Linked DNA regions of Canis lupus: regions 1 and 2 are each linked to region 3. The links are chromatin contacts, called in public Hi-C maps. All regions are on one chromosome and are shown on one strand. The core of a region is the stretch at or near the end of the contact, and the rest is flanking DNA. Distances in the headings are between cores, read along the strand shown.

What was found. Hi-C and Micro-C count contacts between places; a contact is called where the count stands out from the background.
Region 1: a Hi-C map of blood shows a contact between it and region 3, with 2.6 times the contacts expected there. The contact joins the promoter of LOC612235 here to the promoter of CD164 in region 3. A contact is called at or near these places in 2 of 9 Hi-C or Micro-C datasets (amygdala and blood).
Region 2: a contact with region 3 is called in a Hi-C map of blood, with 2.6 times the contacts expected there. The contact joins the promoter of SESN1 here to the promoter of CD164 in region 3. A contact is called at or near these places in 2 of 9 Hi-C or Micro-C datasets (amygdala and blood).

The regions. Positions count from the first base shown.
Region 1 is chr12:66,501,729-66,505,127 of UU_Cfam_GSD_1.0, reverse strand. It overlaps LOC612235, which reads right to left and starts at 1,773. Exons shown (of 45, transcript XM_038554893.1): 1 at 1,696-1,773; 2 at 1,199-1,309. The coding sequence starts at 1,270.
Region 2 is chr12:66,407,609-66,411,097 of UU_Cfam_GSD_1.0, reverse strand. SESN1 (sestrin-1) reads left to right here and starts at 1,318. Exons shown (of 10, transcript XM_038554885.1): 1 at 1,318-2,066. The coding sequence starts at 1,785. It overlaps CEP57L1 (centrosomal protein CEP57L1), which reads right to left and starts at 354. Exons shown (of 12, transcript XM_038554891.1): 1 at 222-354.
Region 3 is chr12:66,662,066-66,665,508 of UU_Cfam_GSD_1.0, reverse strand. CD164 (sialomucin core protein 24) reads left to right here and starts at 2,092. Exons shown (of 6, transcript XM_038554894.1): 1 at 2,092-2,367. The coding sequence starts at 2,187.

The DNA of each region.
Region 1 (3,399 bases), core at 524-3,023, 160 kb after region 3:
TCCTCTCCCCAAATTGTGACAACCCAAAATGTCTCCAGACTTCACCAAAGGTCCACCATTTCCACTCTCCCCTTCTCTCCATGAGAATCACCCATATACACAAAAGAATGAAGAATGCCAGAATAAGAGGGAAACAGAATGAATTTTGAATGAAGATAATGACGAAAGTTTCACTTGCAAATAGAATCTCACCATCTTTTATTTCTTTGTGATTCATTTATTCATTCATTGCTAACTAGTTGCTAATGAACTAATTTGTATGCCTAATGAGGATATAACTCATAACACAAAAGAACAAAGAATCTAAAAATCAAAACAACATACCTATTATAAGAAATTTAGAAAATATATAAAAATAAAGAGGAAATTCATTGTTCTGCCATCCAAAGACAGTGATTGATAACATTTTGATCTATGTCCATCAAGTGGTTTTTCTACATATCATGTGACCATTATTATGACACTTTTGTTATCTAATATTATATAATAATTTCTTTTATTTAAGATTTTATTTATTTATTCATGAGAGACACACAGAGAAAGACAGAGGCATAGGCAGAGGGAGAAGCAGCTTCCTTATGGGGAGCCTGATACGGGACCGGCCCAGGACCCTGGGATCAGGACCTGAGCCAAAGCCAGATGCTCAACTACTGAGCTACCCAAGCGTTCCAACATAATAATTTCTTAGGCTAAAAAATGCTGAATGATAGAATGATATTCTATCAAGTATCATATTGTTTTTCTTAAATATTTCTCCTAGTGTTAGATATGTAGGTATTTCTGATTTTCCCACTTTTATTATAATGCTGCAGTAGTAATCTTTATAGAAAACTTTTTCTACCACATTTTGAGTTATTTTCTTAAAAGATATTTCCAGAAATATCTTTCTTAGCTAAGCCAACAACTTTTTGAGGGCTGAGACTTTCCTAGTATTGTATTGCCTCATAATACCAGTATAAGGAGTAATTGATAGAAACTCAGTCAATCATTTTGTGACTATAACTAAACTGAACTGAACTAGGAGATATCAGAGACATGGGTCTCTAACAAAGAAGAGAATGTATACTAATCAAGTGCTGCAAACTACACAGGTAGAGAAAATCCTCCCCTAGCCAAAGTATATACCAGAAAGCCAACTTTGTTCATACGTTTCTATCAATTTCCAGATCTGTTTTTCACATTGCCACATGACTCTTACCTGCAATAGAAGCAAAGGTAAATTTTCAGGGGTGTACTCTCTTCTTAGACAGCTCTCTAGCTCCCTCTGCATGACATCTGCTTGAACAACAAGGGGCTTTGACTCTGCCACCTGAGCCCACGGCAAGAGAAGGTAAACGAAAAGAAGGAAGTAACATTATCACTGTTTATGACAGCAAATGACATACAGTTTCTGATAATTTTTACACAACACATTATACTATCATACTTCAGTTTCCAAATAACAAATTTTAATATCACAAATCAAGAAACTAAAAATTTTAAAACCTCACAAAAAGTAGAGATCTCCAAAGAAGTAGTGGCCTGCTCTTGATCTAGCAGTGATCTAGCTGTTTTGTTCTCATAACACTGTCAATAACATCAGCTGGTTGTTTGCAAAAAATAAAGTTTTCCTGATAAATGTTTCCAGAAAGTTAGCAAAATGCAACTATTGTATTATGATACAATTGTATATTACAATTACACTCTCCTACTTACCTGTAAGGTTTTCTTTAGAGCCAGTTCCCTTTCTCTTCTAAAGTAAGAAATGTCTTTTGGTATTTGAACAGAGCTGTAAAAAGATTTATGCAATAGAAGCTGTAATTATAGAAACTGTCATAAGCCAAATTATAGATAAGGCCCTGATTAATTTGTAACTTCACAGCTGCTCATTTCTAAATAACTACGTCATATTATATTGGATTGTTGAGAGCATGTAAAGATCACATCCTTCTTAGTCTGAATCTGTCTTGTGTATACCTCATGTTTGCTAACATTTTCCTTGGGCCAATTTTCCTCTCCTTTGCCGCAAACATGGTCTTTCTTACTACCAGTGATTTACCTATTGTCAATCCTTGAATACAGAAAGAGCCACAATGGTGGAGATTTTTCTTTCCCACACCTGTACTTTTCCAGTAACCTCATCTCTAACAGGTACTGTGCTTATCAGACATCTATCTCATCCCACATAAAACTAGTGTCTTATAATTTTAACAAAATGTTTTTATTTTTGTGTTCTTGCTAATTTATCAAACATGAACTGCTTTGCAATTTATTTTAACGAAATTCTTTTGTCCGAGCCTAGTTAAAAGGAGTTGTTTGCACCATGGGCTCTGACATGAGAAGGCACAAGCAGCACTGCTGTGGGGCCCAGTAATGGCATGGGACCCTGTGGCAGGAAGAAGGGAGCTTCCCGCATTTGGGGTAAGATATACCTCAAGGCTTGACAGCTTTAAGAAATTAGAGGACAGCACCCCTGGTGTGGACATCACTGTCTTAAGATGAAACTCTGCAAACATTGGCAAGGAAGCCACAGCAGGTAGCTGTGAAACAAATGTAAGAAACCACCTAGTGATTTGAGAGGGATTTTGGGCAGCAAAATTTAGGTTAATATTGTTCGTATGATCCTATTAATCCTCCTGGGTAAGTTTTAAGGAAAGATGAAAATACTTAATTTGTATACTTGTCGGCAGTTCCCCTCACTGGGGGCAGTGGTCCTGTGAAAAGACCAGTCAGGAGGTCCCTCAGTTGCAGGAGTTGAAGCAATTCATTGAGCCATTTGTGTTGAATTTCCAACTGAAGTTGGAGATAATGCCTCCCTTATCTCTTCATGTCTTGGCTTTGATAAAAAACAATAAGGCAAGCTCTGAAAGGGTCTTAAGAGGAAAAGCATTACTAAATCAAAGCCATAATTTCTGTGATTACTGGGTACCTGAATCCTGGCTGCAGCCTCATGGAGGTGGAGAACGGATAACTGACTAGAAAGGGTACAGGCAGTCAGGGAAACAGAGGAGCCCATCCCTTTTCTGCCCTCTTATCTTCCAATTTCTCTGGCATGTAAAAGATTGAGCAGTGTCCTGGGCTTGGCTGCCAGACCGTCTCTTAGTCAAATAATGTTTTTCATTTGTTAATCTCGAAGTGCCCATGAGTGAGATTGGTGGTGAGTATGTCAATGCACAAAAAGAGATTGACCTATTTGTTCATCAGGTATTGTTTATTCAATATTCATTCACTAGTTTATTCATTCAGCAAGCAATAATGAGACACTTAACCATTGCAAAGACTTGGGCTTATGGTGATAAATTGACAAAAGAATGTGGAAAAGAAAAATGACCAAGACACTATTATCCCACAGTTCTCAATAAATATTTTCAATCTAGTGGGGAATGAAAATGCTAGAGTGATCATTAGGGTGGACATTTT
Region 2 (3,489 bases), core at 69-2,568, 250 kb after region 3:
CAGCCGTTCCCGCCGCATCCCTTCCTCGCGCCCCAACGCGCCCTCCGCCCGGGGCGCCCGCGCTACTCCTTCCCAGACACACCGGACAAAACCCCCTGGACTTAAGAGGCCATCTTCTAGATGCCTCGATCTCCAAAATCCCTGAGGAAACGAAGGAAAAAAAAAAAAAAAGCCTCAATTGGCAGCCGAAACCCCCCAGCGCTCCCCAAATCGACGCTTACCAAGCTCCGTCCGCGCTAACCGTTGGCTCGAAGGCCGCCACGGGCAACGTCGCAGGGGCTCCTGGGGACTGTAGTTTCTATCGCCCGCAGAACGCGCCGGTACATCAAAACTACACTTCCCAGAAGCCAATGCGACGACGCCCCCTCCCCCCCCATCCCACCCCCACCCCTGCCTTCTTCAATCTCGGATTTGGCGTAATAAAGACACCGTCACTCTTTCCAAGCTGATCTTAAGTGAGGATGCGGTTTCCTCCAGGTGTGTGTCTAAGCCCTCTTGGCCGTGCTCGGCCTCTCTCCGTAATAGCTTCATTGTACTTGTACTTCTTAACTTTTCTTTCCCCGGCTCCGAGCCGGGAGAATCCGTACGTCACGGGACGGAAACGCCCCCGACGCAAAAAAAAAAAAAAAAAAAAAAAGTCCGTTCGGCGCATGCGCTCTGTTCGCCATCACGCATGCGTAGCAGCCGGTTGCAGTTGGCGGCCGGGCGCGGACTTGGGGTCCGGAGGTAGCCCGTCGGAGGGCGGGGCTCTTTCCAATGGCTTTGCCTCCGCGGGTCGCGTCTGCTTGGGCGGGGAAGAGGGCGCTGGGGCAGGGGCGGCTCCTGGTTTATGCCGGGCGGAGAAAGGGGAGGGGCTGCAGGGGGGTGAGGACCCCCATCTCCCCTCCCTCCTCCCGCCCTCTGGGCCGAGCCCCACCGATGGGGCTGGGCGAAGGGGCGGGCTCTGCGCCTGGGGCCTCGCTTGTGCGCCAGCTCGGCGGCCCGGCCCTGCGCGGGTCCGGCTTAGCGGGCGGTGGGCGAGGACGCAGGTAGAGGAAAAGAAGTGGCGTCTGCCCGGGGTTCCGGCGTCGCCGGGGCCGGGGCCGCTTTCCTCCAACGCTGCAACCGAGGCAGCGGCTGCAGAGGCTGCCCCGCCCTGCACCCTGCACCCTGCACCCCGCACCCTCCCCCCTCCAAGGAGCGCCCGGGTCTCCGACCCCGGCGGCCGGCGAGCAAGGAGGGCTTGGCGAGGCTTCCCCGGCAGCTGCCGGCCGGCCGCCGAGGCGGAGGGCGGAGCTGCGGAGGGCAGGGCCTGGCGCCGGAGGAGGGGCGGGGTGGGAATGCTCCCGGGAGCTCGGTGGCCGCCCGGACGAGAATCCCCGAATGGCTGGGGGCGCCTTCCACTGCGAGCGGCCTTCCTGGGCAGAGCTGGGATTTGACAGCTGCACGACGTGAGGATATCCGCTGACCCCGCGAGGCGGAGGAGCGCACTTCCCCGAGGCGGCCTGTCCGGCCAAGCCAGCGCTGCAGGGTTTCAGCTTTCCAACTTTTTTTGTGCGTGTGTCTCTGCCAAGAGGACTGCCCTGCCCCTTCGTGTAGGAGAGAAGGGTGAGTTGTGCCCCGCGTCGGTCCAAAAAGACGCTTCGTGGTTCCAGATGTCACCGAGGCCGCTGTGTTTTCACGGCGACTCGATGTCCCCGGTTTTCTTCTTCTCACGTGCCTCGTTTTAAAAGTGACCAAGTGCTCGTGGGGACATGCCGACGGGGAACTGAAGGCGGCCCAAGGAGACCCTCCCTCCGGTTGTCATGGCTGAAGGAGACAGTGAAGTGAGATGGGACGGGCTGTGCAGTAGAGACCCGAGCACTAGAGAGACCGCGCTGGAAAGCATTAGGCAGACGGTCTTGAGAAAGACCGAGGATCTTCGTTGGGGGAGAGAGGCGCCTCTTCGTCCACCAGACGGGCTTTCACCCCCGGCGGCTTCGTTGGATGGGTTGAATAGACTTCTTGCTCATCTGCTCATGCTTTCTAAGAGATGTCCCTTTAAAGATGTAAGAGAGAAAAGTGAATTTATTTTGAAGAGCGTCCAGGTAAGAAAACATTGTGATTGCAACTGTCCGCCCGGTGCAAGTGCAGGTTTCCTTGCACACTTACCCTCCCTTTGTATTGTGGGCTCCTAGTAGGTGGTTCTGCGAGCCCGTTGTGAGTTCATGCCACAGCTCGGGGTGGCTTGGAAAGCGTGGAATTTGGGGCCCAAACTGTACAAGATGAACTAAAGTAAAAGCCATTTTCAAATAAGAGTAAACAAGTATTGTGTTTCTAGAGAGTTTTTTTTTTGTTTTTTTTTTTTAGCAGAAACTGCATTCCTCTAGGAAAACTATGAGACAGTTACAGTTAATCGCAAGTAAAGACTTGCTTTTTTTTCTTGCATTCATTTTTACATGTTGGAAAGTGATAGCCAGGATGCTTTTCACATCGTTACAAACGATATTCTGTGTGGATGGTTTCTCACTTACAAGCCTCTGAGATGATAAAGCGTATTAAGTGTTCCTTCACTAAATTCAGGATAATTGGTCAGTTTTCTCATGTTCTTAAAAACAAAACAAAAAATCAGGGTCTGTTCTCTAGAGGCGACCTTTTTGCGAGTTTTTTTTTTTAATGAATTACATAAAATAATAAAAGCCTAGATTAGAAAAGGAGGTAACATTTTAAGATTGAAAAGTTGAACCCAGGTTGAGTAGAATGGCAGAAACACTCGTGGTAAATGACTCAATTGGTTTTCTCTGTGTTTGCCTCAATTGCATGATTTTTCTTTTTCACGTAGGCATCTGTTTAAGTTTTCAAAAAGTGCAACAGATTAAAAATGTTAATTTTCCTCCTGTTCTGTGCATAACCAATCTGTCCAGTTTTATTGGAGGACTTATCAGAAGGGTTTTATTTTGACTTTTTTGTTTGTTTAGAGAAAGTTTGTTTTTAGATCATAAGAATGGTCAGTAACACTCTGTTGGTCAGTCTGAATTACTCCACGTGTTGAAGTCATTTATGAAAAGCTCTTAAAACTTATAATTCACTTGGGTGTATAAGCTAAGATTAATAGTTTTTTCTATTTTGGTTGGTTTAAAGCAACAGAAAAAATAATCATGTTCATAAAATGAAGACTGTTTAAGATCTTGGGATAGTTCTTCCCACAAAGTTTGGGAACAACCGTTACAATTCATTTGTCCAGAGTTACCAGAGAGGAATTAATTTTCTAGGTGCCTAAGACTTTTAAGCCTTAAAAGTTATTTCTCTATTTCTCAGACTGCAGTGTCTACAACCACCATTATGGATCATCATTAATCACATCAAGTACTGTTGTTTAGCTGAGGGTGAAGTGTATAGGGCTATATGATCCATTTTTAAAAATATTTGTGTTCGATTTTTAATAGTTTTTCTGTTCCTCCCCCTTACTGTCACATACTTTTCACTTTGGTCTCTCCTGAATCTTTAATTTTGTTGCTTATTTATATTCAA
Region 3 (3,443 bases), core at 843-3,342:
TCCCTGAGCTAGCTCAACAGATGCCACGTCAAATAAGCCAATGCTTTCCTGGTCTTAAGAGTGTGAAATGTCCTCTTAAAGGCTATCAAAAGGGCAGCCCCAGTGGCCCAGCAGTTTAGCGGTGCTGTCAGTCCAGGGTGTGATTCTGGAGACCCGGGATCGAGTCCCACCACGGGCTCCCTGCATGGAGCCTGCTTCTCCCTCTGCTTCTCTCTTGTCTCTCTCTGTGTCTCTCATGAATAAAAAAAAAAAGGCTATCAAAAATCTGAAGGCTGGAGTTGAATACCCAGGTGACAGACTGTATAAACGAACGTCCTCCATGGTGGGGGGTATTCACGGTAGTGTGTAAACAAGCTGATCCACTGGGGTAGGGAAAGAACTTTTATTATATTTTTAACCTAAAAAAAAGTTTACTAATGCCTCCCTTTGGGTGTCAGATGGCCACGTGCATACTCTGGACGCCATACCCTGAGAGAAGAGACGTTCACTTAAGGCCGATAACGGGGCCTCATTTAAGTACCTGGCTGCACTCTCATCCTTCTGGCGATGTGGGACCTGGAACCCTCAGTTTGTCTATATCAAGCGAATCTCCAGCAAGTGTAGCCAATGGGACAAATGTTCCGGGGAAATCCCTGGGGGGCTCAGCGGTTTAGCGTCTGCCCTTGGCTCAGGGCGCGTGATCCTGGAGACCCAGGATCGAGTCCCGCATCGGGCTCCCTGCAGGGAGCCTGCTTCTCCCTCTGCCTGTGTCTGTGCCTCTCTCTCTCTCTCTCTGTGTGTCTAAGATAAATAAATAAAATCTTAAAAAAAAAAAGTAATGGACGTTATACTATATGTTGGCAAATCAAATTTCAATCAAAAATATATATAAATTAAAAGCCTGCTTCTCTCAAAAAAAAAAAAAGTTCCTAGTCACGAGGGTACAACAGGGCCCCACGGATTAGTCTTCCAGAAAGTTTTTAAAACTTCAAGTTGAGACCAAAAAAAAAAAAAAAAAAAAAGTTGATAGTCAACATTTTTCGGTGTCTTCATAGCGAAGCAGATCTCAGAAAAGCAATTAACGACCGTGTGCTATTTTATTTGGGTAAATGTACGTAATTAAACTTGAATGCGAATAACGGGGTGGGGTGGGGGGAAACGGCGTTAAGAACAGCTTTTATAAAAAATAAAATAAAATAAAAAAACAGCTTTTATACTCCCCATCTTGAGCCGCGGGTACAGGCAGGGCCGGGCGTCAGAGGGCGCTCACCTTTCCCAAAAGCCCGAGCAGGGACGGAGCTTGAAACAGGCCGGTTGGAAAGCCGGCCGCGAGGTGAAGCAACCGGGCTTCGGGCCCGCCGCTGTTCCCGAGCGTCGGTGTCCTCCCCGGTGAGGCAGGGGCCGGAGCGCACCGGCGATCCCCCCCGCCCCCACCCCGGCTCGTCTCCGCCGGCGGTGGCGGCGCGGAACCCGGGGAAGGCCGGCGGGCAGGGCGCGGCAGGCGGACACGGCCCCGCGCGCAGCGGGCCACCGGCTGCCGGGCGCTCGCGGGGGGCGCGGCGGGGCGCGACGCAACCACGCGGTTCCGTTTCCCGGGGCCCCGACCCCGCGTAACTCGCAGAAAGACCGATTTTCCGGGAGAGGAGCGCGGGTCCGTCGGCGAGGCGGGCACAGCGCCCACGTCAGGCCCCGGCCGGGCCTACACGCCCCTCACGGGCGCCGCCGCCGCGCGGCCTCGGGCCCCGGAGCGCCACCCGCGGAGTCACGTGGCCCGCGCGCTGCCAGCCGCGCCGTCGCCCCCGGCCGCCGAGCGCCACCTCAGGCGGGCTGTCCCATCCGAGCCGAGCGGGAGCCGTCCCCGCCGCCGGAACCAGAACAGCCCAGCTGCGTCTTGGGGGGGGGGGCTCTCCGAGGGCAGCGGGGTCGTTCCCTGCGTCTGCGGAGCTGCTTCGCCACGTCCCGGCCGCTGTGAGACGAGAGGCGCCTCCCGGGTCTCCTCCCGATGCCCCTGTCCCCCCCCCCCCGCGGCCGTGCCGTTGGTATCGCCCGCCCCGCGCCTCGCCCCCGCACGCCGTGGCCGGGGGCCCTCACGTGACCCCGGCGCGCTCTCGCGGGGGCCGGACTCTCCGAGGCGGTGCCGCAGGGGACAGGACGCGCGGAGCGGAGGGCGCCGCAGCAGTCGCCGGAACGCCGGAGCGCAGGCCGCGATGTCGGGGCTCTCCCGCCAGCTGTGCTGGGCCGCCGCCTGCCTGGCCGCGCTCTGTGCGCTGACCGCGGCTCAGAGCTTCAGCTCGGACCCGAACGGGACTACCACCACGACTCAGGCGACCACCGACGCAGCCACGACGCGGGTGACGACCGCCGCGCCGGCCACCACTCCGGCACCAGGTGGGCGCCGGCCCAGCGGGCTTCCGGGACTCGCCCGCCCGCCCGCCTGCCGCGTCCGCGGTGCGCGCGGGGCCGGGCCGGGCGGCGCTCCAGCAACATGGCGGCCCGTCCGGGAGCCGCCGGGGCGGGGGCGGGGGGGGGGCGGGGGCGCGCCCCGGGGGGAGCGGCGGCCGTCGGGCTCCCTGCCGCCCCGAGGTGCCCCACGCCGCCGTGCTTTTCAAAAGTGCCTCGTAATCCCCAGTGTCACGTCAGCTCCAGAAGGGGGACGTGGCCGCCTCCCGCGTTGGCGGCGGCGGCCGTGAGGTGGACGGTGGGGCGGGCGACGCGCCTCCAGACCTGCCCACCCGGGGCCCCTGCTCCGAGAGCCGACGTCCCGGGCACCGGCGACCGCCGCCAGGACGGGAGGCGTCGGTGCTCGTGGCCGGGGTCTCAGAAAATAAGTCGCCTGCGATCTGACCGTTTGGACTTTGCGGATCAGTGTGGGATCCGGCTGAGGTTTGGGCGTTTGGTCAAATTAAAAGTTTACACTCCTCCCTGTGCGCAGAGGAAGAAAAGCCACCCCGTGGTGTGCCCGATGCTTCGTATGTTCCCCCTTTTGGTGTTTTAGGCTGAGCTGGAAGATAGGTGGTGAAATCCAGGAGGAAGATGGAGATGGACTAACTGCCCGGAGCGTAGGTTTAGTTGATTGTGAAGCTGGGGTTGGAACCCAGGTCTGCCGATTTTCTTTCTTTTTCTGTATCTTTTTCTTTTCTTTTTTTTCTTTTCTTTTCTTTTCTTTTTTTTTTTTTTTTGTTAAACCCTGTAATCGATTGGGGTACTGTGCTTGAGTCGTAACGCTGAAATCTCGAAGCAGAAATTGGCAATTCCGTGACAACACAAAAGAGAGCAGGGAAAATCGATTTGAGGTGAAAAGGAGCCCTAGGTATTTAAAACCCTGCAATCTAGTGTGATGGGTTATTCTAGTTAATATTGGGTAAGGAATAAGCGGCATCCTGACCGAAGAATTGCTGAAGTGGCAGATTTTTACCGTGGCTTCCCCACCCCAACCCCCCGCCGTGATCCCACTATTTTGAAGC